Regions from separate parts of the Zea mays genome. Here all the other regions are linked to region 2. The links are chromatin contacts, called in public Hi-C maps. All regions are on one chromosome and are shown on one strand. The core of a region is the stretch at or near the end of the contact, and the rest is flanking DNA. Distances in the headings are between cores, read along the strand shown.

What was found. Hi-C and Micro-C count contacts between places; a contact is called where the count stands out from the background.
Region 1: a Hi-C map of tassel shows a contact between it and region 2, with 2.9 times the contacts expected there. The contact joins the promoter of LOC100283050 here to the promoter of LOC100217162 in region 2. A contact is called at or near these places in 4 of 25 Hi-C or Micro-C datasets (ear, endosperm, leaf and 1 more).
Region 3: a Hi-C map of ear shows a contact between it and region 2, with 2.6 times the contacts expected there. The contact joins the promoter of LOC100276220 here to the promoter of LOC100217162 in region 2. A contact is called at or near these places in 3 of 25 Hi-C or Micro-C datasets (ear and leaf).
Region 4: a Hi-C map of ear shows a contact between it and region 2, with 4 times the contacts expected there. The contact joins the promoter of LOC100272324 here to the promoter of LOC100217162 in region 2. A contact is called at or near these places in 4 of 25 Hi-C or Micro-C datasets (ear, endosperm and leaf).
Region 5: a Hi-C map of ear shows a contact between it and region 2, with 2.1 times the contacts expected there. The contact joins the enhancer-like site here to the promoter of LOC100217162 in region 2. A contact is called at or near these places in 4 of 25 Hi-C or Micro-C datasets (ear, endosperm and leaf).

What each region holds. Positions count from the first base shown.
Region 1 is chr1:205,230,316-205,235,622 of Zm-B73-REFERENCE-NAM-5.0, reverse strand. It overlaps LOC100283050, which reads left to right and starts at 1,355. Exons shown (of 1, transcript NM_001155952.2): 1 at 1,355-3,111. The coding sequence starts at 1,806. The coding sequence ends at 2,732.
Region 2 is chr1:205,573,025-205,578,380 of Zm-B73-REFERENCE-NAM-5.0, reverse strand. It overlaps LOC100217162 (putative calcium-dependent protein kinase family protein), which reads left to right and starts at 1,360. Exons shown (of 3, transcript NM_001143527.1): 1 at 1,360-2,287; 2 at 3,679-3,975; 3 at 4,060-4,582. The coding sequence starts at 1,561. The coding sequence ends at 4,358.
Region 3 is chr1:205,872,250-205,877,183 of Zm-B73-REFERENCE-NAM-5.0, reverse strand. LOC100276220 reads left to right here and starts at 2,212. Exons shown (of 11, transcript NM_001150061.1): 1 at 2,212-2,489; 2 at 2,593-2,682; 3 at 2,943-3,038; 4 at 3,133-3,208; 5 at 3,311-3,391; 6 at 3,534-3,619; 7 at 3,691-3,783; 8 at 4,079-4,213; 9 at 4,449-4,554. The coding sequence starts at 2,424.
Region 4 is chr1:205,849,948-205,855,625 of Zm-B73-REFERENCE-NAM-5.0, reverse strand. It overlaps LOC100272324, which reads right to left and starts at 4,099. Exons shown (of 4, transcript NM_001146808.1): 1 at 3,527-4,099; 2 at 3,189-3,425; 3 at 2,871-3,104; 4 at 1,357-1,788. The coding sequence starts at 4,000. The coding sequence ends at 1,546.
Region 5 is chr1:205,281,194-205,286,307 of Zm-B73-REFERENCE-NAM-5.0, reverse strand. No RefSeq gene overlaps it. Among protein-coding and RNA genes, the nearest start is that of LOC100283050, 49 kb to the right of the region's middle. Within about 2 kb of position 3,752, at least 12 of the 20 cell types and tissues checked have an H3K27ac peak or open chromatin away from gene starts, as enhancers often do. A contact at or near this core is called in ear, where this site is marked.

The sequences.
Region 1 (5,307 bases), core at 106-2,605, 340 kb after region 2:
AAGGTGTTTGAAATGAAGCAACAAAAAATGTGAAGCGCATTGCTGACTTGGAGTATGCGCTATTTGTTCAAGTAGAATTGCACAGATCTGAAGTGCAAGGATTGAAAAAGAAACTCGATGAAGTGACTGAAAATTTCAATGTCGAGCAAATAAAGCGCGAAATATCTGATACTCAACGGCTGAGAGTTCAAAAAAATGTCGAGGAGCTTCGTCAAGCAAAAGAGGAATGCTACAATGTTGCCCTGGAATGTTGTAATAAATTGGAAGATAGCTTTGCCAAAATTGGTGCGTTCTCTACGGGGCAAAATTTTATTCGTGGCTATCCTGATTGAGTTATTCGGTGGATTAGCGGCGAAGCCGAAGGTTTTGAGGAGATTCTCGGTGATAGGGGAGACTTATACGCCTTCATCGGCGCCTGCGGAGCTGTGTCACTCCTTGAGAAGGTTGGCTCTGCGAGTATGCAAAGACTGTGGTTTAGCCAGGATTCTCGATCTCAGCCAACGACATTAAGAACCCTTCGGCCGAAGCCGCTGCGCTAAGTGGAAAGTTTTATTCCGAAGTCTGGTTGAGAGATGGCCGAGAGGTAGCTGACGAAGCTATCAGAAAAATGAGAAAGAGTCTCATGCTACTTTGGAAGAGACCCAGAAAACTGAAGAAATTGCAGAACGTACAAGACTTTAAGTATATCTATCGTGACCTAGCAGCTTCGTAAATGTACGGCAAAAGAAGGGAGGTACATCCAAAAACAAGAATGAGAAAATGTAAATCATTTATATTTATATAATGTTTGGGACGGACTTGGACTCTTTGTGCGCGAATCTTCTAGCGTTGTTTCATTAACATGGCTATAGAGAGATACTGCCTGCTCTTTTCTATGCAGGTGCAGGTCTACCCACGTCGAAACATATTAGCAGCTCCACTACACATATAAGCTGAGGGTATAATTCGCTATGGCGTACTAACCGGCCGGGCATTGAAACAGGGATCATCACGAAGATACGTTCGTGTGTACAGTAATAATGATCTACGTACTCTCTTCCTTTGTACATATACGTGCGATTTACGCGTATCATTACCCAAAATAGTGCGATTCACCCGTATCATTACCCAAAATACTGTTTTTACTGTAAATTGTATTGTTCGTAGAATAAAGTTTGAATATGATTACGTGGACCACTAAGAGTAAGTTGATGTCAATAACCTAATCAGTAGGCCAGCGAGGAAAAGAGCTCGAGCCTTCAGCAAGATCAGTAACCCCATTTTAAACCGGGCTGGAGCCATATCCCAACCGCAGCATAAACAGGATATAAACAGGAGCCAAAGCGACACCACCCTTTCGCTCTCGCTCTCGCCACAGGGCGACAGGTGCGCGTAGCCAGGAGACACGGCTAGATTGGTAGTAGTAGAGCGAGAAGCAGAGAGAGAGAGAGAGAGATGTGTTTGTGTGGCTACATCATCTCCCCAAGGGCACAGGCACAGGCACAGCAGCCGCTTGCCTGCCTGCAGGCTGCTGCAGGCTGCTGCCGCGCAGCAGTGCCGCTGCCGATGCGTCAAAATTAGCAGCAGGGGAGTGTGCACAGTTCACGGTCTGCTCTCTTTCTCTCTCTTCCCCTATTACGAGTCCCAGCAGCTAGAACAACACAAACCCTCTCCTGTAGCTAGATGTGTGGTAGTAAGCTCTCGCTGTTAACCTCGGCAAAGAACCTACTGGAAGTCGGAAGGGAAAAAGCAAAGTAGGAGTAGCTAGCTAGTATAGCAAACAAGCTCCCCCGTGTGCCGACGAGCCGCCGACTAGGTCAGCCGCCATGGACTTCGACGAGCACGATGACGGCGACGAGGAGATGACGCCGATGCCCGTGAGCTCGAGCTACGATGCGCCGATGCAGCCGGGGCTGGGACTGGGCGGAGGAGGCGGCGAGACCCCGAAGCACGGGGATTCTGCTGGAGCCGGGAGCTTCAGGACGCCGCCAGCAGGCGGCTTCGGGGGAGGAGGCGCAGGCGCAGGCGCAGGCGCAGGCGGTGGCGGGGCCACCAGGTACCGGGAGTGCCTCAAGAACCACGCGGTCGGCATCGGCGGGCACGCGGTGGACGGCTGCGGCGAATTCATGGCCGCTGGCGAGGAGGGCTCCATCGACGCGCTGCGCTGCGCGGCCTGCGGCTGCCACCGCAACTTCCACCGCAAGGAGTCCGACAACTCGCCAGCGGGAGGCGGGGGCGTCGCGCCGCCCGATCCCGCCGCCGCCCTGTCCCCGGCCGCCATCACAGCCTACGGCGCCGCCGTGGCGGCGCACCACCACCAGTTCTCCCCCTACTACCGCACCCCTGCCGGGTACTTCCTGCACCAGCAGCTGGCGGCCGCCGCCGGGCACATGCAGCGCCCGCTCGCGCTGCCGTCCACCTCCCACTCGCTGGGGCGCGAAGAGGGCGACGACGTGTCCGGGCTGATCGGCCCCATGGTGGTGGCGCCCATGATGGGCATGTCGCTGGGCCCGGGCGGCGGCCCGTCGGGGGGCTCGTCCGGCGGCTCGGGGTCCGGCAAGAAGCGGTTCCGCACCAAGTTCACGCAGGAGCAGAAGGACCGGATGCTGGCGTTCGCGGAGCGGCTGGGGTGGCGCATCCAGAAGCACGACGAGGCCGCCGTGCAGCAGTTCTGCGAGGAGGTCTGCGTCAAGCGCCACGTGCTCAAGGTGTGGATGCACAACAACAAGCACACCCTCGGCAAGAAGCCATGACCGACCGCCGGCCATTCGCTTCGCGCCGGCGCCTGCACTGTGTGCTAGCTAGGTACACCACCACTGATCGCATTGCATCATGGATCTCCTCCTCTCTTTCTCAGCACCGTATTGCTTGCTAGCCTTTTTTTTTTGGGGGTACTCCTCTCCTTGCCTTCCTTTTTTTAGAGTTTTAGCTAGAAATGTAAGCTAGCTACTTAGGTCAGTAGCGAGCAGCAGTTCTTGGATTTTAGCTACGATGGAGAAGACGGCCGTTGTTCTCTTGTCATCTTCATTATTTTATTGTACTTCTTTGGCTGTGTGTGTGTGTGTTTCGTAGATGAGACGATCATGACGTTGGTGTTGGGAAGGAGGAGGGCAGGGCATGGCCATTTGCCGATTTGGATGGATCTTGGAGATGTACGAGTCGCTTTTGTGTTTGCAATTTAAAATTTAGATCGTGTCTGGGGATTTGGGTTGCATGCATCGCCCCTCCTCGTGCTTGGGACTTGTCGAGAGCCGGGATTATTTTTTCACTCCGCGGCCAGGGCTCCTGTCCTGGGTCCGTCGTCCGTCCACCACCCAGGCAGGCTTTGGCTGCAGCTAGGGCAGAGGCAAGTTCATCATCGATCAGAACTCAGAAGCGTCTGTTCCTAGGGGTTGTTTGGTTTGGTGCCTAAGACGCCACAATGTGCCAAACTTTTCTGCCTAACTTTAGTTCTTCAATTCGAGCGCCTAAGGTTAGGCAGATTGTGGCGCCTTAGGTAGGAAACCAAACATGCCTCTAGTCTCCTACAGCAGCTTAGCCTGCCACTGCCTTGACCACATGCCAAGCGGCTAGCAGCGGCGCACTGGCGCATGCGCTTTCCAGCGTCACCGGAGTGTGGCAGGAGAGTAGTAACTAGGAGTACTGTGACCTGTTCTTGATCCGTCCGTCTCTCCATAACCAGCCCCATTTGCTTCTCAACATCTTCTCTCTCTCTCTACTACGTACTAAGTTAATGCTGGGCGACCAGCTTCACTGCTGCAATGTCACTGGCACTGCTCGGGTCCGTAACACATTTGATGCTCCCTTGCACAATTTGGGAGCAGGCAGCGAATCGAAGGCTAGCTGCTGCAGACCCGCAGTAAACGCTGATGGACGCGTGAGGGGCGCCGTAGCAGCATATATGAGCTGATCAATGAAGCTAGCTAGTGGTCTCCTTCCTCGCTTTTATTAAGTTTCGGCATCCTCCTCCTTTCCGCTTTTACTCCCACTTGTTGGTGGCGAGAGTAGGCGCGCGCGAGCGAGCTGCCGAGTTCCGCATTCAATTCCGGTTGTGGCCCTCGGCGCAGCATTTATGGCTACATTCTTCGCCATGCGATATGCGCAGCAGGAAAGCGTCGTCCATGGCGTCTCCGATCCGTATGGAGCTAGGAGAGCGGAGGCCAAAGCAGCCAGAGAGATTTGCCAGCCTTGCAAGCTCCCTAGCTACCTGTTAGCTCCATCTTTGTTTTGGAAGAAAGTTAAAGCACGAGGACGATCTGCGCTAGCTTCCTCTCTCTCTCTCTCTCTCTCTCTCTCTCTCTCTCTCTCTCTCTTCTCTCTCTCTCTCTCCTGGCCTTTTCCGCGCGCTGCCTTTGTTGCTCCGGGCGTCGCATGCGGCGGACGCTCCCTCCCCCGGCCCTGCGCTGCGCACGCAGGCTTTCCACACGAACGTACCCGGTCCGGTACCCGCCGTCGCGGCCTTCTTCCTCGGCATTCGATCGTCTGCACGCTCACGCACGCTAGGCTGGGGACGGACGGTGTGGAGTGAAAAGCGCGCGCATGCGGCAGTCGCAACGCAACGCAACGCAATGCGGACGGAGGTGCATATGGTTTCCTCTCCCGTCGCCTCCTCGACCGTGCTGTACTTTGGCGCGTCCCGCCATTACTGAATCCCCCCGCCCGCCCCCTTCCTTAATGGCCAATCCGGGGAAGCACGCACGCGCGCGCACGGCCCGCGTCAGCGCGGAGCGGGGCAAGTGCGCCGTGCCGTGCATGCTGTGCTGTGGGCGGTTGGCCGGTGGGCGCGCATGCAGGATCTGAATTCTGATGGATAGTGCAAGCTTTTGTTCTCTACTACTGCGCGGCTGGGGACTAGCTTGGGAGAAGAGAGGAGTGAAGGTGGCAGGAGTGGTCGACCGGGCACCGCTGAGCCTGAGCCTGAGCTGGCGGCGGGCTAGTGGGCTCTGTAGACCGGCGTGGACCACGGCACCGATCCGTGCCGTGCGCGCACGGGGCCGGGGGTCCCTCGGCGCGGCGCGGCACTCCGTCACGGAGACAGACGGGGCCTGGGCCGGCTGGCTGTCCGCCTACTGGGTACTGGCTAGGCCGAGCGGCCGGCGATGGCCTGGCCGCCACAGGATGGTCGAGGGGGCGTACGCCTGCCGTGGCCGTGGGGGGCCGGCACGGGAGCCGGAGGGATTCGCTGAGCTGAGCTGAGCTCCCGTTGCGCGGTGGAGTAGTACGTACTGGCCGGTTCCGACGCGTGCCTACGTCCGTGGTCCATGCCGCCGTGCTGAATGCCGGACCTCTGGACGCCTGGGGAATGGCGGGAGTTTGTTGTGCTCGCCT
Region 2 (5,356 bases), core at 111-2,610:
ACAAGGATTTAGAGTGGTTCGGACCACCAGAGTGTGATACCCTACTCCATTGCGGGTTGTATTGATGAGAGCTTGAGAAAGCGTGGGCCTAGATGGAGATGTCTCCTAGAGAGTTCAAGTGAGCTTTTTTTTATCCCCGAGTCCATGGATGGGCTCAAGAGCCCCCTCTCTTTGTAGTGTATGTGCCCTCCCTTTTATAGTCCAAGGGGGGCACATTACAAGAGAGTTGGTTGTCCCCTCCGCCTGTCCGTCTTGCAGCGGGAATAGTAGAAGTCATGATGTGAGCCACCCATGCATGACGCAGTAAGTCAATGGTTTTGCCTCGGTAACACATGTGCTATTAGCGCGGTTCATGCCTTGCGGACTGCGCACGCTGCCTGCCACAAGCGTTGAGAGGCGCATATCCTTCCCCCATTTAATGCGGGCGACCCCCACACCAGAGGCATGCAGCGGGCCATGCATTGCAGCTTTTACCATGCGCCATAGGCCACATGCCAGCACTAGATCTCTGCCTGAGCAAAGAGCAGGGGCTAGGAACGCCTACAGACATGGCGCCCCGGACCTCCCGAGCTAGGGGTCCGACGGGCACTTGTGGAAACCCAGGTATCATCCGTAATGGCCCGGACACGTGGCAACACTGAACCTCCCCTAGTCAAAGGTTTAGATGGCACACGTAGAGGTCCGAGACCATTCCATGAGGGTCCAGCCCTAGGATGTAGTTATCAAGCAATTCTATCGACGGGACCCATGGTGACACCCGCTTGCTGGTTGGTGGCCTCGTTGGACGGGCCAAGACTCTGAGTTGGGTAGATTGTCCATCACCTTGTGGCTATGGATAGCCACGCGGGTCCCTCTTTGACCCAACAGGAGTAGGTACCCTTGTTTTGGGATGCAGACAGGCTTGACGCGAAACCTTTGGAGGTTTGCGAACGTCTCTTCCAAATTGGTGATAAGATAATTGGACCTCTTAGTCTTTACAACTATGTTGTCAATATATACCTCGATGTTGTGGCGCACTTGGTGAGTGAAACACCGGAGCATACATCGCTGATATCTCACCCGACATTTTTAAGGCAAACGATATGGAGACATAATAAAGGAGCTGAAAGGGGCGATGAAGGAGGTGTCGTGTTGATCGCTCTCCTTCGTGGTGATCTGGTGTAGGATCGTGCCGTGCCGGCCCGAACCAAGTTTCAGGTCTAGCCATGACCACGAAACCACTCAGCGTAGCTTCGCCGCGCGGCGTGACACGCCAGTCCGCGTCGGTTACGGCGTGCGGCAACGAACAATGAATCCATGATAGCGCAGCAGCGCTCGTGCTCGCGCCCCAGTTCCACTCCGATCGACCGAACCCCAACAAAATCCTCGTCCTTCGCGTCATCTCGACGCCACAACTCTCCGAGCCCCGCTCCGCAATAGACCCGTAAGACGCTGTCTCGATCCGTCCCCCTACCTCCCCCGCCGCCGACGCTCGACTCGATACATTGGAGCAGGAGGCGCCGCCGCCAAAACCCAAGCTAGGAGTGGGAGATTCCGATCCTCCGCGCGCGCGCGCGCACCATGGAGCCGGTGCCCCGGAAGCGCAAGGGCGCGCCCCCGGTGTGCTCCGCCGCCAGGTCCCTCCAAGATTTGGCCTCCCGCAAGCGCGCCTGCCGCGGCTCCGTGCCGCAGCAATCCCACTGCACCGACGCCCCCGCCCCCGCTGTGGTGATGACGGCCCCCGCGGCGAGCGGCGCGTCGGCGTCAGCGGGGGTCCTCCCGGGGCGCGGGCTCAAGCGGAAGGTGGGCTGCATCGACAACGCCACGCGGATCGGGCGGCGGAAGCGGCTGGAGAACGAGTACGACCTCGGCGAGGAGATCGGGCACGGCAAGTTCGGCTCCGTCCGCGTCTGCCGCCCCAAGGCCCGGACCCGGGGCGAGGAGGAGTTCGCCTGCAAGGCGCTGCCGAAGAACGGCGGTGACACGGCCCACCGCGAGGTGGAGATCATGCAGCACCTCTCGGGCCACCCGGGCGTCGTCACGCTCAGGGCCGTCTTTGAAGACACCGACGCCTTCTACCTCGTCATGGAGCTCTGCCACGGCGGACGGCTCCTCGATGAGGTGGCCAGGGAGGGTAAACTCTCAGAGCGCCGCGCCGCCAATGTGATCAAGGAGCTCATGGCGGTCCTCAAGTACTGCCACGAGATGGGCGTCGTGCATAGGGACGTCAAGCCGGAGAATGTTCTGCTCACCAAGTCTGGAAGGTTGAAGCTTGCAGATTTTGGATTGGCCGTGCGAGTTGCTGATGGTAAGTATCTTGAAAGATTGCGACCTATATGTTTGTCACTTCACGTGCGTCATCTATATGGGTACTGAGTAGTCGATATGATTCTGTTCTGGTATTATAGTCCTTCAAAATGCTGCCAGGTAAGTAGATCAAATTGGCGGAGAACGAGAATACTCAAATAGGAAGATTACATCAAATCCTTATGGTGTTGTAGTGGTTACTCTCTTGTCATTGTGCTCGAATTTTGCATTAGGAAGAATGGTTTATTTTGCTAATGCACACATAAACTAGGTCTTTGGCAGGGTTTTCCAGTTCATGCTGCATTTGAACATTGCCACTAGCATTTTAAAAACATTTTACATGGGATTTGAAATGTGCAAGTTGTGTTTTCAGTGCTGACTTGGTATCAGTTATTCATTCACTGTGTCATTTTGTTTTGTTAGGTGTGTCAAGAGTCGAAGTGGTGCTAACTTGGTAGTTGCAGTCGAGTTGTTGTCATCTGGAGGTAGTTGTTACTTCCACGGAGTTCTGGATATTTGGGTTCACAGCATCAATAGATTGACATCATGATGGTCAGGTAGTCAGGTCATTGTTAACGGTACATCGGTCTTGTGGTTCTAAGACATTTGTGTGACTAACTGGTTTTAAGGCCAGTGAAAATTTGCTCATCAGGAAGTGGTAAAATGTCAATTATTTTGTCAAGTATTAGCAGTTTTCTTGTGTATGTGATCAGACTAACACTGACATGTCTTTGTTTTCCTGTAAAACTATGTATGATGAAACCATGGTGTGATTGTATTGGCTGGCCTTACCCTGTTTTGTTTCAATGCATTCATTGTTGCACAAGTAATATGTTGAAACACAATTCATTGCATATGACAATTCTGATTTTTCTTTCTAGAATATTGACAGATTGTTTGATCATTATTTTCTGAGCAATAATCATGGCTATTCTTATAGTATTGCACAATACTTTTTCTTTTCGAACCCTAGTGCATTGATTCTTTAGTGAAGTTATTATAGTGATTCCAGCGGGAGAGTAGGGTGGGGAGCAGAGGGTTGATTCTGGACTGATTTCGGTGGAGATTGAATGGGGAGCAGTGAGGAGCATGTTTTTTAGATCCCACCAGAATATGTGCGCCATTTTGCTGTTTGGCTGAGGAGTGATGCTCAGGGAGAATCCGTTCTCAGGAGCTGTGCCAAATGTCGCCTTAGATTTTATGATATGACCTGACTTCTATGTTAATATCTGTTAGATCTTTATTTTATTTGAGATTACAAAGGTGGTGTTCTCTAGCTAGAAACAAAGTTGCGGCTAGGTCAAAACTAGATGATGCTCTTGAACGTGTCTTTTGACTCTGTTACTTGCTGCAGGTTTGATGTTCACTAATATGTTGTTCAACTTTGAGCAGGTCAGCAATTGACTGGTGTTGCTGGCAGCCCGGCATATCTGGCACCTGAGGTTCTACTAGGAAATTACTCCCAAAAGGTAGATGTATGGGCTGCCGGGGTGCTTCTGCATGTTCTGTTGATGGGCACTCTTCCGTTCCAAGGAAAATCTGTCGAAGCTATCTTTGATGCTATAAAGACTGCTGAACTTGACTTTCACAGCAGTCAGTGGGCATCTGTGTCACTGCTTGCTCGTGATCTCATTGGCCGAATGCTTAATCGAGAGGTCTCTTCAAGGCCCGATGCCGAAGATGTTCTCCGTAAGTTCAAGCACCCTTGTAACTTGTGCTTATATATACGATTCTCAATTTCTCATTGACTTTTCCCAATGGCTTTCAACACAGGGCACCCTTGGGTCTTATTCTACACTGATTGCCCGCAGAAAGCTGAATTCTCTAACCTATGGGGTACTAACAAAACTGCAGCTCCCATGATTCATCAGGAGATAGTCAGGTTTGGTTACTGCGAGTCTTCATCTTCAAAATCCTCAAGTGACAACTCTGAAGAGCGAGATGAATGCGGTATAGTTGACGCACTGGCGACAGCAATAACACAGGTGAGGATCTCAGAGCCCAAGAGGAGTCGGCTGTTCAGCCTACCCAACGGGTTGTTGCCACCAAGCAGGAACAGTCTCCGAACATGAAGAGGATGAATCCGTGTGTGGCTTTCTAACTTGACCTACCTAGCTCCCATCCCCATGCATGTATAAACGAGATAAACGAGCTCTGTGATTTTATAGATGGAAAATTTTCACCGTGGTTGATGTTTTGCGATTGCTAGCTCGCTGAGGCTGCAATCCTCTGTAAATATATCACTGTTGTCATCGTTTCTATACATCGATGATCACCGTAATTGATTCGATTATTTAGGTTTTTTCCTGTGGCCGTGGGTAGTGCTTGTTAAGGAATACTTATGATCGCTTCGGATTAAAGCCAGTTATTCAGACTATAAAATATAGAAAATAGTAGAAGCCGTTTTGGATTAAAGCCAAACGAAACACTTAACTATCTCTGTTTCGATTTATATGTTGTTTGGTTCTTTATATTTTATTCATCTTTTTAAAAAAAATTCAAAGTCATACTTTATTTTGGGAGGGCTTTAATTCAAAATTTTAGGTCTGTTGCAGCTTCTATCAAACACGTGCAGCTGCACGACCTCTAGTTTTTTTTTAAAAAAAAATTAAAAGCTCCACATGCTCTAGATTAAAAAAATTGAAATTAAAAGCTAGTTTCATGAAATTTTCGAAGCTCGTCAAAAAGTGCTTTAAAAACAATATTTTCTTACCTCTTATAAAGTTGTAGGAAAATTACTCGCCGCGTCACTGGTTACACGTCATAATGCTTTACTTTTATTCACTATCCGCTTCTATCCACTATCTCTCTCCTGTTTTGATTGCGTTCTTCCCAGCGGCGTTTGTTCGAGCGGCTATCTCGATATCAATGTCATGGAGGGAGATAATGACGACCGCCAACACTCATAGTGCACCTAGGAGATGGATCGAGTCCTCTACCAGCAAGGTGTCCCCAATGAGCCACGCGCTGGCCTCCCTGACCTTCTTCCTCCACCACGACCACAACCTCTGCCTCCTCAGCTCTGCCAGGGACCGCTGGGACCAGCCTGTGCTAGCGTTCTTGGAGGAGC
Region 3 (4,934 bases), core at 963-3,462, 300 kb before region 2:
GCATTCCTACAACCTTTCTAAGCACCAAGACATTGATCTAGCGCATTCGATTCATTGTGATAGCATATAGAGCTCTTGTGGAGTTGTGTACTCTTTGAGTTGTGTTGCGAGCTCTTATTGCTGCTTGTGTGCGTGTTGCTCTGATCTTTTGAAGTCTTGTGTGCGTTGCTCATTCCCTCCCTTGCTCCGTGATTCTCTGTGAACATCTTTTGTAAGGGCGAGAGGCTCCAAGCTGTGGAGATTCCTCGCAAACGGGATTGAGAAAAGAAAAGCAAGAACACCGTGGTATTCAAGTTGATCATTGGATCACTTGAGAGGAGTTGAGTGCAACTCTCGTCCGTTGGGACGCCACAACGTGGAGTAGGCAAGTTTTGTACTTGGCCGAACCACGGGATAACCACCGTGTCATCTCTGTGATTGAATTCTTGTGGTTATTGTGTTTTTGACTCCTCTCTAGCCACTTGGCATAAACTGTGCTAACGCTTAATCAAAGTTTTGTGGCTATAAGTTTAAGCTTTTACAGGATCACCTATTCACCCCCCCTCTAGGTGCTCTCAGGCCCGCCTGGATGTCCGGTGGCGCACCGGACATGAACTGTAGAGTGTCCGGTGCGTCTGCTCGCGCGTGCCTGACTTCTGCGCGCTCTGGCGCTGTCACACTGTACACCGGACATGTCCGGTGAATTATAGCGGACTAGCCGTTGCGAATTCCCGAAGCTGGCGAGTTCAGAGTCGCGTCCCCTTGGAGCACCGGACACTGTCTGGTGTACACCGGACAGTCCGGTGAATTATAGCGCGGTGGCTCTGAGCTTTTCCGAAGGTGAGGAGTTCAGCGCGTGGAGAACCCTGGTGCACCGAACATGTCCGGTGGTGCACCGGACAGTCCGGTGCGCCAGACCAGGGTGCCTTCGGTTGTCCCTTGCTCCTTTTGTTGAACCCTTTACTTGGTCTTTTTATTGGCTTATTGTGAACCTTTGGTACCTGTATAACTTATAGACTTGGGCAAACTAGTTAGTCCAATTATTTGTGTTGGGCAATTCAACCACCAAAATCAATTTAGGAATATAGGTGTAAGCCTAATTCCCTTTCAGTAATGGCAAAGCTAGGTAATTTTACTCTAACTTTATGAGAAGGTCTATAATTCTAAAATATGAAGTACCTCTCTTGCTACTTCAAGAAAATATGAAGTTGCCCCCCGATTTCAAGTTTTTTGGTGAATCTGAGTTCGCTTCAAGAAAAGCGTGAAGTTGCCCCTGGCTTCAAGTTTTTTGGTGAATCTGAGTTCATAAAGTGGAGGATATTTGGCTAACTATTTTTAAAGCTAAACTGAAGTTAGGACATGAAGCAGTACTAAACATGCTCTTAGTGTGAGATTCAAAAGTCTGAAACATGTGTCTTACCCATGGCTTCTAGGTTTGCTTCTCCACCTCATCTCTTAGCTATTCATCTTATAGACTATCTGTTACTCTAAAACAAACAGGGAACTTATTCCAACCTCAAAGTATATGCAAAGCATGGTATAGAATTGGAAGTTAGGTAGATCCTCCATATAGAAAAGAATATAATTCTTTTTTAAGGTACCAAATACATCAAATTTGATTAAATTTATACAAAAATAGATTTTTTTATAGAAACTAAGTATTATTAAATTAATTATAAAGACTATTTTTATAATAAAACAATTTAGTGACATAAGGATACTATTTACCATAAATTTAATAAAACCCAAACTATTTTGATAGATATCTCTATCTCTACTATTATAAAACATCTTTCCATCGTCACCGTGCATCACACGCGAAACGCGTAGATCTGTTTTTTTTCTCTCGCATTCTAGAGTCCTGCATTGCCCGCCGCAAGAAACTTCCAATACATGTTTCTATTGACCTAAAATAGAACATATATCTTCGGTCAGTCTGGGATGTGGGATGCATTAGTGAATTTGGACTAACACCAGTCACTCTTTTGTGCTCGTAGGTCCGTTTGCCTGCCTATTTTTTATCAGATTGTAAATAAAAACACCCACACAATAAATAACCTTTGTCAATTTTTTTCATAAATTTATTCCTTTATGTTTAAGAACTAATTATTTAATAGAATTATAGAAATATATTATCAAATAATTTATGCCTCGTCGCAAGCGCACGAGCAATTTTTGATAACATGTGAATATATGTGTTGCCGGAGGAGTACAACAACGCCGGCCTCTTTCAACATACTTGGCTGGGCCTTCCCCAGCGGCGAGGGCGTGGCCCGTTGTACAAGTATAACAACAATTGGCCCAGCGTAGCATGCCCGTGGTGGTGGCGTCATCGTGTCTCCTCGATCCCCTCTCGTTCCTCCCTCGTCGCCTCATCAATTCAAGATCCAATCTTTGCTGCTGCCACTCGGCGATCCGATCGTTCTCGAGCAAGGTCGGTGGCCATGGCACGCTGCCGCCATCACCTCCTCCTCCTTTCCGTCTTACTTGCCTTGGCTGCTGCTGCTGCGGTAAGATCTTACTTTCTTCTTCATTTTTTCCTCTTTCCCTTCCGATGTGTCTTCACCTGCCCCTGACGGTGATGCTCATCTCTTGTGTCGTGTCCCATCTTAGCGGCAGGCGCAGAGTCATGGAAAAGCCTCCGCCGTCTTCATCGATGCCTCGTCGCACCGCTACCTTCGGGACCAGCAAGCCGACCACCAGGTACCGTACCAAAATTCCCCATTCAAGCTCTCTTTAGGAGGAAAAGAGGAACCAACGAATCTGCTTAGATCTGTTTTGCCATTGAGCGTCATGCTTGAATTATTCCCTTGAAACGACCATTGGATATGTAGCTAGTTTAGTTACTGCTTATAAGCACTAGTTACCATTGGGTATTTTAGTCTGACATACACCACTACAGACCTCCCCTTCTGTGATCGCATACTTTGCTGGCTAATATACATATAATCGTGTTACTGCAGGACGCTTCAATGTCGTTAAATGAAGTTTCTGCGGTTGTTTCTGTCTTGCTTGGTTTCGCACCGTCAACATCCCTACCAGCTATTTCTTCTTCGAAGGTTATTTAAACTTCATCCTGCTGGAACCAGCTAACCTCTACATGCCCCCCCCCCCTCTGCCAGAATGTCTCAGCCTTTGTTTTTCGATTTTCAGTTGAACAAAGTTCTTCTTCCTAATCCATTTGATAGACCGCGTGCTGTTTTCCTCGTGCAAATTGATGGGTTCAATGGTATGCCAGTTGTTATGGAATGCTTTGTATCATTATTTGCGAATTTCTGTGCATTGTGAACTAGCAACTAAATTTCCCCTCCTGCTTGTGTGTTGGTCTCAGTTCCTAGCTTCGTATCTGAAGGCAGCAACATTTTCAAGACCAGGATTGAAGGTGCAAACATCGCTGATACAGGGCTTACAGGTTTAACTGTCTATCTTGCAGCTTCTTATAGTGGATCTGTACATCTCTCTCTCGCTCTACTTCTGAACCTGGATGCCCCACTTCTTGGGTTCTTATCTTGTTGTTATTGATATATTCTTTTTATCCATTATTTACTTTACAGATAAGGATGACTTAATTGTCATTCATTCAGATGAATCTCTAGATCTCTCTCGATCAGATTATCTTGATAATGAACTTTCCAGCTTGGTAAGCAAGACAAATGCAGTTTGATGTATAACATTTCTATTTACAAATTGTAAGCCGATATTTTTTTTCAGGCAAACTGGTTGGAGGGATCTTATCAGAAGTCTACCGGCAAACTAGTCATTCCCTTGGAGAATGGAAACAGTCTTACTTTGCAACTTGATAAGGTTAGCACTCCATCTATTGCACACAAAAATGCTTCCTACCTACCTCGCTGAACCCACATAACTGAATATGTTTCCTCAGGCATAATTCACACAGGTGCACAGCTTAGCAACCCCGTAGATGTTTGTCCCCCCTCTTGATTGCATTTTTTTGTCACAGCCACTCCATAATTTATTATCACGAAATAAAATGTTGCAGTATGTATACGTGTAACTAAATATCTCACTGCATTTTATCCGTGCTTGTGTATTTTTTACGTCTCAAGTCCCGGCTCCATTGCAATGCATTCATTTGCAGGAAGCAGACAAGGAATTCATGTCCAGCTTGGCTTCCCTTCTTAAGACTATTGAAAGGGCGATCCAGGTTCATGAAGATTTCTCAGGTGTCGTGAACCCTGCAGAGTTATTAGAATGTCACTTCACAGGGTTGAAGGTAATTGTACAACAAAATAGTTACTTTGTAATTTGAAACTGCGTGACAGATTTCTATTAAATGAGTACCAAAGGCTAATCTGAAGCCTTGGCACTGTCCACGTTTACTCCCACCCCTGATCTAATTCCATATGTCCTTGATGTACCAATAACATGTAAATTTGTATATTAATATGATTTCTTTATGTTAGTACCTTAGTATTGATATGTACTCACCAATTTGATGGTTTTTGTAGGCTCTGGAGAATGAATATGGTTCTGGTGAAATTGTTAAGCAGGGAACAGAAATAGTTCAGAGAGCTGTCACCAAATCATTCCAGTCCCTACATGAAGCATACAAAGGTAGTTTACCAATTCCACTGAATATGACATGAAACATGAGTTTTTCCTCTCTTGTGAGTAGGGGTGGTAGTGGTAATGGGCTCTAAATTTGACACTATAAAATTTAAGGATTGGGATCTATTTCTATTCATTTTTTAACTAAAATTAATTAAGGGCGTAAACGAATTGTGAAGAAACATTTGGATCGTGATCCATTACCACCCCTACTTATGAGTGCCCTGTAGTGAACTCTTCCATGCTACGCACTATAGGTCTTTTTTTTGCAACTGTAGGTTCTGTTTTGTTCTCTATTCTGATGAATGAATTAAGAACTCTAGCATTCAATAATTTTAAAATTTCTGTTGTTTCATACATATATTGTATCTTGTTTGGAATTGTAC
Region 4 (5,678 bases), core at 2,850-5,349, 270 kb before region 2:
CCTTTGCAATTTTGTTGTGTTCCTCATGCAAGTGTGTGAGCTCATTTTCAAGCTTGGGAATAGAATGGAGAATCTTGCTAAGTTTTGTCTGCAGTTCACGTTCTTGTGATGATATCTCATCTTTACGGCTTTCCAGCTGCTGCATGTTCTCCACTAAATTCTTTTTTGCTTCAGCATCAGCATTTAATTTTTTTTCTATAACTTCTTTCTCATCTCTTAGCTTTGCTGTCTTCATTCCTGCATCCTCCTTACTGTAACAAAAGTAAAGTGCAGTAAGGATGGCATTGAAGCCAGAGGACTAATAAATGGAAATGGTATGAGAGAAAAAAAATAAGTTGTCTATTTTAGTCATAATTAGCAAAAGCGATTATGGAGCCAGCTACTGAGAAAAAAGGCCAATTAATATTTGCTAAGTTTAACAAATGGAAATTTCATTGAGCTTAAGACAGCAAACCCAAAATCATGTCAATGAGATGGTTGTGTATCCAGATTCCAGAAACTTGTGGTTATCAAATATTGAAACCTTAGGGCCTGTTTGGCAACAACATTTCTCAAAACCATGGTTTTACAATAATATACTTTGCAAGTGTCATGGCAATATCATAGTTTTGGCCAAGAATACCATGGTTTTGAGGAACATTGTTTGGATAACATTGTAAACCATGGTATTTAGGAAAAAGCTAGCCATGCAATTAAAATTTTGGTTTGGAGTGGAGTTTTCAATACTATAAAAATACCATGGTATCGAATACCATACCATGGTTTTGAATACATAGTTTTTAGGAATGCAACCAGACACCTTATGTCACAAATACTCTGGTATTCTTATGAACCATGGTATTGCCTAGAAACTTTAAAAATACTTTACTTCCAAACAGGCCCTTAACAGTTACCTTGATAAGCATGATGTTTTTTAGTACAAGTGCTGTGTAGATATTATAGAGAGAGAGGGCAGAGTCTTTTGGTGTCCATTCCAGTTAAGAATTAGGAATTCACAAAACACAGTTACCATCCAATATTCTCTCATGCCTTTTTCTAGTTGTACCGAGCAAAATCTAGGCCTGAATTCAATTTACCGCTTCAAAATTAATGGAGGAAATAGACTATTCCACCTTTCAGAAATAGGCCATCTATGCAGGCCTTCCTAGCCAAGTTAGACTATTAGAAGCACTGGGCTTTTAAATCCACCTGTCTTCCCTTGTACCAAATTACCAATTCCCCTTCCACTGCCTAGAAATGGGGTTTTAAAAGACAAGATAAGCTACAATGCTACATTGCCTCTTTTCACCTCACAGCCCCAATGTTAGGGTAATGGTTGCGATAGTATGTTGTTTTGGCTAATCCGTGGAATATTGTGTGCGTCCAAGTCATCCACACTTTAAATAAAACATTAGCCCCCAGTACACATCTGAGACAAAACAGTACAACTCAACTCATAGGCACAAATGTTCTTCCTATCCTAGAATAATAATACACCGCATGTGTGCTGACGCCTAGATAGACTAAATATAAAATCAACGCTGCACATAAGATGTCTAGTCACACTCACATTCTATGATACTCCTGGAGTTGGTCGTCGGCTAATAACAGTTTTCCACTTGTATCTTGTCCTTGCTCATTCAATTCCTCAATAGCTTCTGTGACCTCAACCAGATCACTTTGCAGCCTTCTCAGCTCTCCAAGATGTTTTTTGTGATCATCCTTCTTTTTGTCAATCTCTTTCTTGCAACTTTTGATTTTTGATTTGAGACGAGATATTTGCTCTTTTAATTTAAGAAGCTCAGGTTGCTGAAAATAGAGATACAATTACAATATGTAGTTTTTTTATTAGTATATCCAGTAACAGCACTTAAAATTCTATAGGAAAAAATCCTCTTTCAGCTATTATTATCAAGGATCTTTAGCAATAATCAAAAATTAAAAGCAGAAAAAATATTCAGTAATACCACAATGAACATGATTTTATAAAAGCAGCCCAATCATTATGTAACGATAACATAAATAGACATTTGTCAAGAGGAAAACCAAAAGAACATTAAATGGCAGCATATCATGTTACTATTGAGCCCATTATTATCATTAACAACAAAGCCTTTTGATTCCAAGCAAGTTGGATTGCGCTATCAGTCTATCACTGGACCTATCCAAAACATAGTAAAGATCTCATAATACTTAAGCTCATATGAAGATATGGATTTGTTGAAAGAGGGATGCTAAGTGGTGAGGGGAAGGTTGAGTGTGCCATGCACATGCATGGCATGGACAAGTGAGCAGAAGGTTGAATGGGCATTATAGGGATGCGGTTGAGAGACCTACTAAACCATTTATACAGCATAAACAGAAATTGCAACTTAGAATGAAAGTAAGCAATTTCAGTGAAAGAAGTACGATAATGATTCCTAAGTCCAGTGTTATTAAAACTACGTTTAAACGATGTTTAAACTACGTTTAAACGATGTTTAAACTACGTTTAAACGTCAAAACTCTAATTAGAGGTTGAAATCACGTTTTAGCGTTTTGGCGTTCTAAACCGTAAAACGCAGTGTTCTATGCATTTTAAACCATTAGCTATTTTTGGGCCCGGTCTATTAGTTACTTTTGGGGTTCAATCCAGCTCATGGGTGAAGTTTTGGTAAGCCACTAACCTCTCTGTTTTGGTATTTAACTTCATATTATTGTCTGAAATTATGATATATTGATATTTTTCCTATGTTGTTTAAAACTACGTTTAAACAAAGTTTAAACGTTTAAAAGTCAAAATTTCACCCATGAGCGTTCCAACGTTTTATCGTTTTAATAAGCTTGCCTAAGTCCAGAATGAAAGTTTTGGTGAAGTGGGAGTGCAAGCGAGTAAACTAAAAAACACTTGCCTTCTTGTCGAGTTCAAGCTTTTTCTTGGTTATGCTTTTCTCAGACAATGTGATTTTCTTGAGAAATGCACTTTGCTCCTTCTTTTTTGCAGTCAGTTCATAGTCACTGGATCGATTCTCTTCCTGCACTTGCTGAAGAGATTCTCTATCCTCCACAAGCTCAGCTTCAATTTTCTCTATGTCTTTTTCGATGGTATAGAGTTGCCAAAGGTAATGCTCTGTCTTCAACAGTTTCTGGAGGGAAATCAAGGAGACGACATAATTAACATGAAGAAATTAATTAAGCTAAACACGAAGCTCACACAAAGAATATCACACCAGGTCCTGTTGAAGGCGTAGATGCTTCTCTGCCTCCTCTTTTTGCACCTTCTTCTGCTTCCGCTCCATGACAATGGTCCTTTTCTCTTGATACACAAGAGCAGACTTCTCTTCGGCCCTGGCTTTCTGCTCCTCCAGCTCGTCATACTCCCTCCTAAGCTCATCAGAGCCTGAGATCTGCTCCAGGAGAGCGGTGAGCTCCTTGGGGTTCTTGGAGGCAATGGATTCTACATCACCCTGCAGTGCAAATGGACAGTTTCCCTGCCCTACTTAAACCCGAGACTGGAAACTTTAAATTATCAGGAATATACAATGACCAAGGGAACAAATGGAGAAACCTGAAAGACGAGGAAGTTGCGGGCCTTGACGAGGATGCCGAGGGACCTGAGCTTGGCGTTGTAGACGTCCCAGGTGACTTGGTTGCGGTCGATGCGGTACTCACTGCCGCCGGCGCCGGTGATGCTGCGGGTGAAGCAGAGCTCCTCCTGGTTGGGTTGGCAGTAGAAGAGGCGGACGGAAGCCTTGCGGCCCTTGGCCTCCTTGTCGCGGTCGTCGAGGGCGTAAATGAGGTCCTTGAGCTGCGCGCCTCGAAGGTGCGTTGAGCGCACGCCCAGCACGAAGCTGATGGCGTCCATCAGGTTGGACTTGCCGGCGCCGTTAGGGCCGATGATGGCTGTGAAGTCGACGAAAGGCCCAATCGTCTGCTCACCCTTGTACGACTTGAAGTTCTCCACCACCAGTCGGTCGATCCGACCCCCAACGCTGCCACCCCTGACCCGGAAGTCGCCGCTGCGCCCATCCGCTGCCGCCATCTCCTCCCCTCCACCTTCACGAAGTAGCTAGGGTTTTGGTCGGAGTGGGCATCCGAAAACGGACGGGAGACGAGCAGGGGACGAAGACGACCAAGGGAGCGCAAAAGCGAGAGGACCAGAAGAGTGGACTAGCGGACAGCCCAGATTTTTCAGAATTTGCCCCTCGCTCCTTTTAGAATTTACCCTTCAATAAGTGAAGTTTTTTTACATGGAAACGCATTCCATAGCTATTAAGCAGCTCAGTACATCGCCGGATACAAGATTACAAATAAAGTCTGGTGCATTATCTAGCCATAAACTAGAGTCAACATCACCTAAATTTGCTCCATAAGCAGCTGGACAGTCAGCAACTAAATTACAGGTTCTTTAGCATTAGACACAATACGCATGCAAACTCAGAAAACATCCTACTCTTTATTTCCTTCAATACTATCAAAGCAAAGAGATCATATTCTTGAGAGATCAGCGTCGTCTTCAGGATCGCAGCATCGGTTTCAATCATCACATTTTGCATACCAAGGAAAGCAGTCAGCTCCAAATCTTTCATACAAGCAACGCACTCAGCAGTCAGCATGAAGGGCAGAGGATAAGCCAGTCAAAGCGCCCGCCCCCGGCAGCCAAGAAAACGGCATCGTGGCCCTTTATAATACATCCTCAGCCGTCCAAATCTGAATTCGCATAAGAGCCATCGCAATTTATTTTGTAAAAGCCTGCTGGGGAGATTGTCATTTTAGGTTAATATATGTGGGGCTCTAGCAGAATTTTCTATCCGAAGTTTCTTTATATTCATCAAATGGTAAGCAACAGTATTGCACACACATTCAGTAGATCCACATGTTTCCCCTTGCTTTGCCCTATTGCGAGCTGACCATCAGCACCATAGCAACAACACAACCTTAATTTTGGTTTCTTCTCGGAGGGCTAGGATAGATTCGATGACCTCCAATGCCGAAGCTTTGCTTGCGAGGAGTATTCTTGTGTCCTCCAGGTATAAACATCTCACCTGCTTCACTTTTTTGCATTTAAAAAACAGATGTCCACCATCTTCATCAAGTCGGAAGCACATGGGGCACATAGTTTCAATTTTTATATCTTTTCTTGCTATATTTACTCTGACACAGTGGCTATTATGGACTAATCTCCACAGGAACATTTTAATTTTGTTAGTCACATTGTAACACACGGGCTTTAAGGAACAAAGTCGGGTGCATCTCATACATGCGCCAAAGAAGACAACATATATAATAACAGAGTGTATAGAGATAAATGTCATAATAAAATCAGAGTACTTATTACATAGTGGAAGTCTTATAAAATTAAAAATAAATATAACAGGATCTAAAATATATCCTTGGCGCCAGAAAGTCAACTGAGAGACGCCACATAAATCAAATCGAACTCCTCGTTGTGGCTCCACCTGAACCACCTGATCTTCTCCTGTGGGGGGTGTGAGACAGCAAGAGTGAGCTCACACATGTTCATCGCTAAACAAGTTGTGGGGAATAATGTGGCATGAACTCCCCAAAGGTGGGAGTTCATGTGAAGTGTAAGGCTGATCAACAAAATAAAGGTTGAAGCTGAGCATTGCTTTTATAAGTTGGTCAAAATTTTATTACCAATTACTAAGTATAAGTAAATATCAAACCTTAGTAATAATAAGTAAAAGTAATAATAAAAT
Region 5 (5,114 bases), core at 2,503-5,002, 290 kb after region 2:
GTCAAAGTGCCCACAGGTTTCTCATCCAATATCAGCAGACTAGTCAGGATGAAGGATTTGTCTCTATTTGGCTACAACTCTCATGACTGTCATGTGATGATGACAGTGTTCCTCCCAATTGCGGTAAGAGCCCTCGAAACAGAGCATGTCAAAGTTGTCATCACACGCTTGTGTTACTTTTTCAATGCGGTTTCACAAAAAGTAATAGCTTTAGAAGACTTGGACTATCTAAAGGCATACATCATCGAGACTATGTGCAAGCTTGAAATGTGTTTTCCTCCATCATTTTTTGATATGCAAGTACACCTAATCATACATCTCGTGGATCAGATAAAAATATTAGGGCCACTATATTTACATCATATGTTTCAGTTGGAGCGATACCTGGGAGTATTAAAAGGTTATGTGCGAAATCGCGCTCACCCAGAGGGTTCAATCATGGAGGGATACACTACAGAAGAAGTGATTGAGAGCTATATAGATTACATCAGTGACGGAACAATGATAGGTGTGCCTGTACCTAAACATGAGGGTAAACTATGTGGGAGAGGGAGAATGGGCAAGAAAACTTTTCGCGTTGAGGATTACAAGCTAGTACATTGTGCTCATGGTAGTGTACTACAACATCTCACGATAGCCGAGCCTTACATAGAGGAACACCTGGATGAGCTTCGTAAAGAAAATCAGAACCGCACAGAGGACTGGATCATGAGGGAGCACAAACATCGTTTCAGCGAATGGTTAATGGACAAAAACATCCCATTCGGAGACTCTGTGGAAGAGAAAACAATGAAGAATTTGGCTTCTGGGCCATCGTGTTTTGTGACATCATGGCAAGCATATGACATCAATGGGTACACATTCTACACTAAATCAAAAGACATGAAAAGTGTTGCACAAAATAGCGGTGTTCGTATCGATGCTTTTGACCTACATGGACAGAAGACCACATATTTTGGATTCATAGAGGAAATATGGGAACTTGATTATGGCCCAAGCATGAAAATACCCTTATTTAAGTGCCAATGGGTACAACATCCCGTGGGGGTGATAGTGGATAACTACGGACTCACACTGGTAGTCTTAAAGAAAGTAGGATATAAAGATGACCCGTGGGTTCTCGCCGAATGTGTTGCACAAGTGTTCTATGTACTCGATCCAGCAGATGAGAAGATGCATGTAGTTATTTCTGGAAAGCAAAAAATTATTGGAGTTGAGAATGTGGGAGACCAAGATGAGGAATACAATAAGTATGAAGAGATGTTCGTCTTTAACGGTCCAGAGAGAATCAAGCGTGTGGAAAAGAAAATTGATAAGAACTTAAAGCCATACATGCGGAAAAATGGTAGTTCATGAAAAATTGTATGAATCAAATTGTATTTGTTATCATGTATGATCGACTATGAATTGTGGTTGCCAATTAATTTAAAATCTCTCTAGTTATCTATGTGTGCTATTATAATTCATTTAAATTGTATTTGCATATTATTGTTAAAAATTAAATATTAATTCATTTAAATTGTATTTGCATATTTCTGTTAAAAATTAAAATTATTTTCATATTTAAATTGTATTTTCATATTTTTACAATCACAGGCGGTTTTTTCTTAGGGTCCGTTTGTGAAAAAGATAGAGCACCACAGGCGGTCCTAAACAAAAACCACTTGTGATACTATTACATCACAGGCGTACTGAACCGCCTGGGACATCACAGGCGGTTTTCTAACCGAACCGCCTGTGATGTAAAAAGCATACCGCTTGTATAGAGCCAAATTGTACTAGTGACATTTGTCATTTTTAGTCATCACATTTGTAGAGGATGAATCACCTCCTTCGTGTAGATCGATTAAATCCATTTCTCATAGCTAAGCAAGTAGGAGTACAACTCAGCCATTGAGATGGGATCCAGTTGCATTATGAAGGTAGAGCCGAACGCTTTGCAATCGACGTCGGGACTATTGATGATGTAGGTTGCACATGTCGTTGTGTACGAGTTTTCATGTGACAACCATCTTGTGACAACCATCTGGTGGTCACTTAGACTTTTGATCTTACTGAAAATCACTACTATTTGTTAGCTATCTAATTCTACTTATATTTTTTTAGCCAACTAACTATAATATTAGTTCTAGTACATTCAAACACCCTCTTAATTAGGCTTTTATGTGAATACTTACTGATTGCAAGATCAAATACAGGAAATATATGACCTTTTCATATATAGCCATACGTAACAGAATCCTCACATGACACAACAAAGACAAATTTATCTATACCATGGCGTAACTCATACCCTGTATTCTGTATTCTGCTACTCCATCCGCCCTAAACTTTTTTTGTGACCGCATTCATAATGAATATAGGCACACGTAAAAAACTATATTCATAAAGTTAATTAATAAATGTATGTTTAGTCTCCTGTCACCGTAACCGTATGTCATGACGGTGATTTTTCTTTACCGAGAACCAAGTGACGCTCGACAAAGTCTTTGTCAAGTGCCCGACAAAAAAATACTCGATAAATAAGTCGTTGCCGAAAGCAGCTGTGTCCGGTAGTGCATGTATTCTGCTACTTCATCCGTCCTAAACTTTTTTTGTGTCCGCATTCGAATTAACGATAATAAATATAGACATACATAAAAAAACTATATTCATATGTTAATTAATGAATATATGTTTAGTCTAAAACTAATTCTATTTTGGAACGTAGGAAAGTAATTAACTTAATTAACCCATTCTTAAATTCTAACCCAATTTAAAGTAGCCACAGACACCAACCAACAGTGTACTACTAGTGATGGAGCCTTATCCCTGACGAGTTGGCCTTTTTAATTTGCACCTTCTTTGGTGTCTGAATGGCAGCAGACATATCAGCGCGTGCCTGCGAGAGCTGTGGAAAGAGACACTGCCAAGCTGCAATAAGCGACCCAGCGCGCATGCACCGCCGACCACATCTCGCTCTCGGTTGCGCACGCAACGCAGCAAGGTAAGTGCTGTACTAAAAATCACAAGACCATACTACCTCCATGAAATGAGATCACAAACAAGAGAAACGAAACGCGTCATCAAGCGAGCCAGTGCCAGTTTATCGCATGCCCCTCCTCGTCGTCTTGTACAGCTGATGAGCAAACTAATAACAGTAAGGAGACAGACAGACACACACACACGCATGGTGGCGCAAATGCAACCGGCCGGCCGGCGGGCAAGCAGCCAAGCCAAGCTCCCAGGTGCCGACCGCGGATTTGTTTGGTCCCGCAGGTGTCACCCAGCACAAGAACAACCCTACCACCTGAGACCTGACCTGACCTTCGATCGCGAGAGAGCCCGCCCGCGGCCCCGCTACGGTGGCTCTCCCGGCCGGCACGGGGAGGGGAGCAGGCGCGGCATCGGATCTGCCAACTCGGGTCTCGGCAAGCGCATGCAGGCAGCAAGTGTTTCTGTGCCAGCAGCCAGCAGCACGCACTCGCAAGCCTCGTCCGTCCCAGACAGTGCGCGGGTGCATGCATGCGCTAAAGCTAGTAGTAGTAGGTCCGCGTGCATGCAGCGATCAATGGAGCCATCGAGCTTTTCTGGCTCGATTTGATCGGGGAAAAGAGAGGCAAAGCAAAAGCCAGAGCTAGCTAGCTAGCTAGAGTAAGCGTGGAGGCAGGCGTCGTATACTCGTACTGCTAGCTCCACACACTCACACACCACTGGTACGAGCTCTCTCGGAGCTGGCGCTGGTGGCGGTAGTGTCCGCCTTTTGGAACCGACGCATCCGATGTCGGATTGGATTAGACTGGACGACGGAGAGCGCCACTGCCCTGCCCTCGCACGGCTTGGGCCCCCCCGCCGTGTTGTCTTGTCTCCATCAGGGCATGCAGCTGCTGATCGTTTTTTCAGCAGCGCAATCGATCGAGACGGACGCAACCCCTCTCGGCGAGCTAGCTAGCTAGCTAGCTAGGGTTATGGTTATTCCCTTGAGCGCGCGGGCGCCGGGCGGGCATGATGCGCGGCGGGGGAAAGCCCGGACATGATGTGCTCTTTCAGTCGCTTTTTAGTAGGTAGGTGTGCATGCATGCTCTGCTAGTGCTAGCATAGCATGTTTGTTTTCGCTTGCAAACATCTGGCCAGTTCTTGTTCGTCGTCGATCGCCGCCTGATGTTTAGCTCGTGACGTTACAAGACATATGTATATATGAGGTACGCACGCACGCACGGGTTTGTTTGTTCTTCTGTCTTCACGCAGCAGATGATGGTCAGCTTGACGATCGAGGACGGCAGATCGGATAGTGTAGCTCTCTGTCGTCTACTAGCTAGGGCTCTAATCTAAAACTAGGCTTAGGCACCCAGTACTCCGGCAGCAGAAACGCTGGGAGCAGAGCAGCAGAGGTGGTCGACGGGCCGGGAGCGTGCGTGTGCGTGCATGCATGCATGTCGCTCGGTCGCGTTACCTGTTGGCTCGTGCCCGGCTCGTCGGCGTGGCGCCGGCTGGTCCCTTTTGGCGAGGGCATGATTGCCGGGGCGGAGGCAGGCACGAGAGCCGGCCGGCTGCATGCCTGCACTAAAAGGGCCACGGCACCACCAGCGCACCTGCGTCTGCGTGCGCTAGCTGGTGCCTGGTGGTGGGTGGGGGTGCAGTGCACCGGGGGAGGCCGATCGAGCCAAGGCATGCATGTATGGCACCAAGAAAGCTACCGACACAGCGGCTAATAATGACGTCCAGGAACGAATTGAAGCCCAGACGGATTTGCATTCGCATGGTGGCCTCTGGTCGCGACCCCACCCCACCTGATCCCAGATCTCCCGCATGCCCTGCAAATTAAAATTGCATGCGTCGGCTCCGGGCATATCGCCAGTTCGCCACTACTTATACGTACTCTAGCCGCCATAGCCTGGCGCTCATCGGCTTTCTCCCATCTCTCTCATCTCTCTCTCTCTCTCTCTCTCTCTCTCTCTCTCTCTCTCTCTCTCTCTCTCTCTCTCTCTCTCTCTCTCTCTCTCTCTCTCTCTCTCTCTCTCTCTCTGCTTGCTTTGCTGCAGTGCGACGCAGCAGGGTCGTCGGTCGTCCATGCATGTACGACAACTACCAGCAGGCAGCAGGAGCTATATATACAGCCGCGACGCGCAGACGTA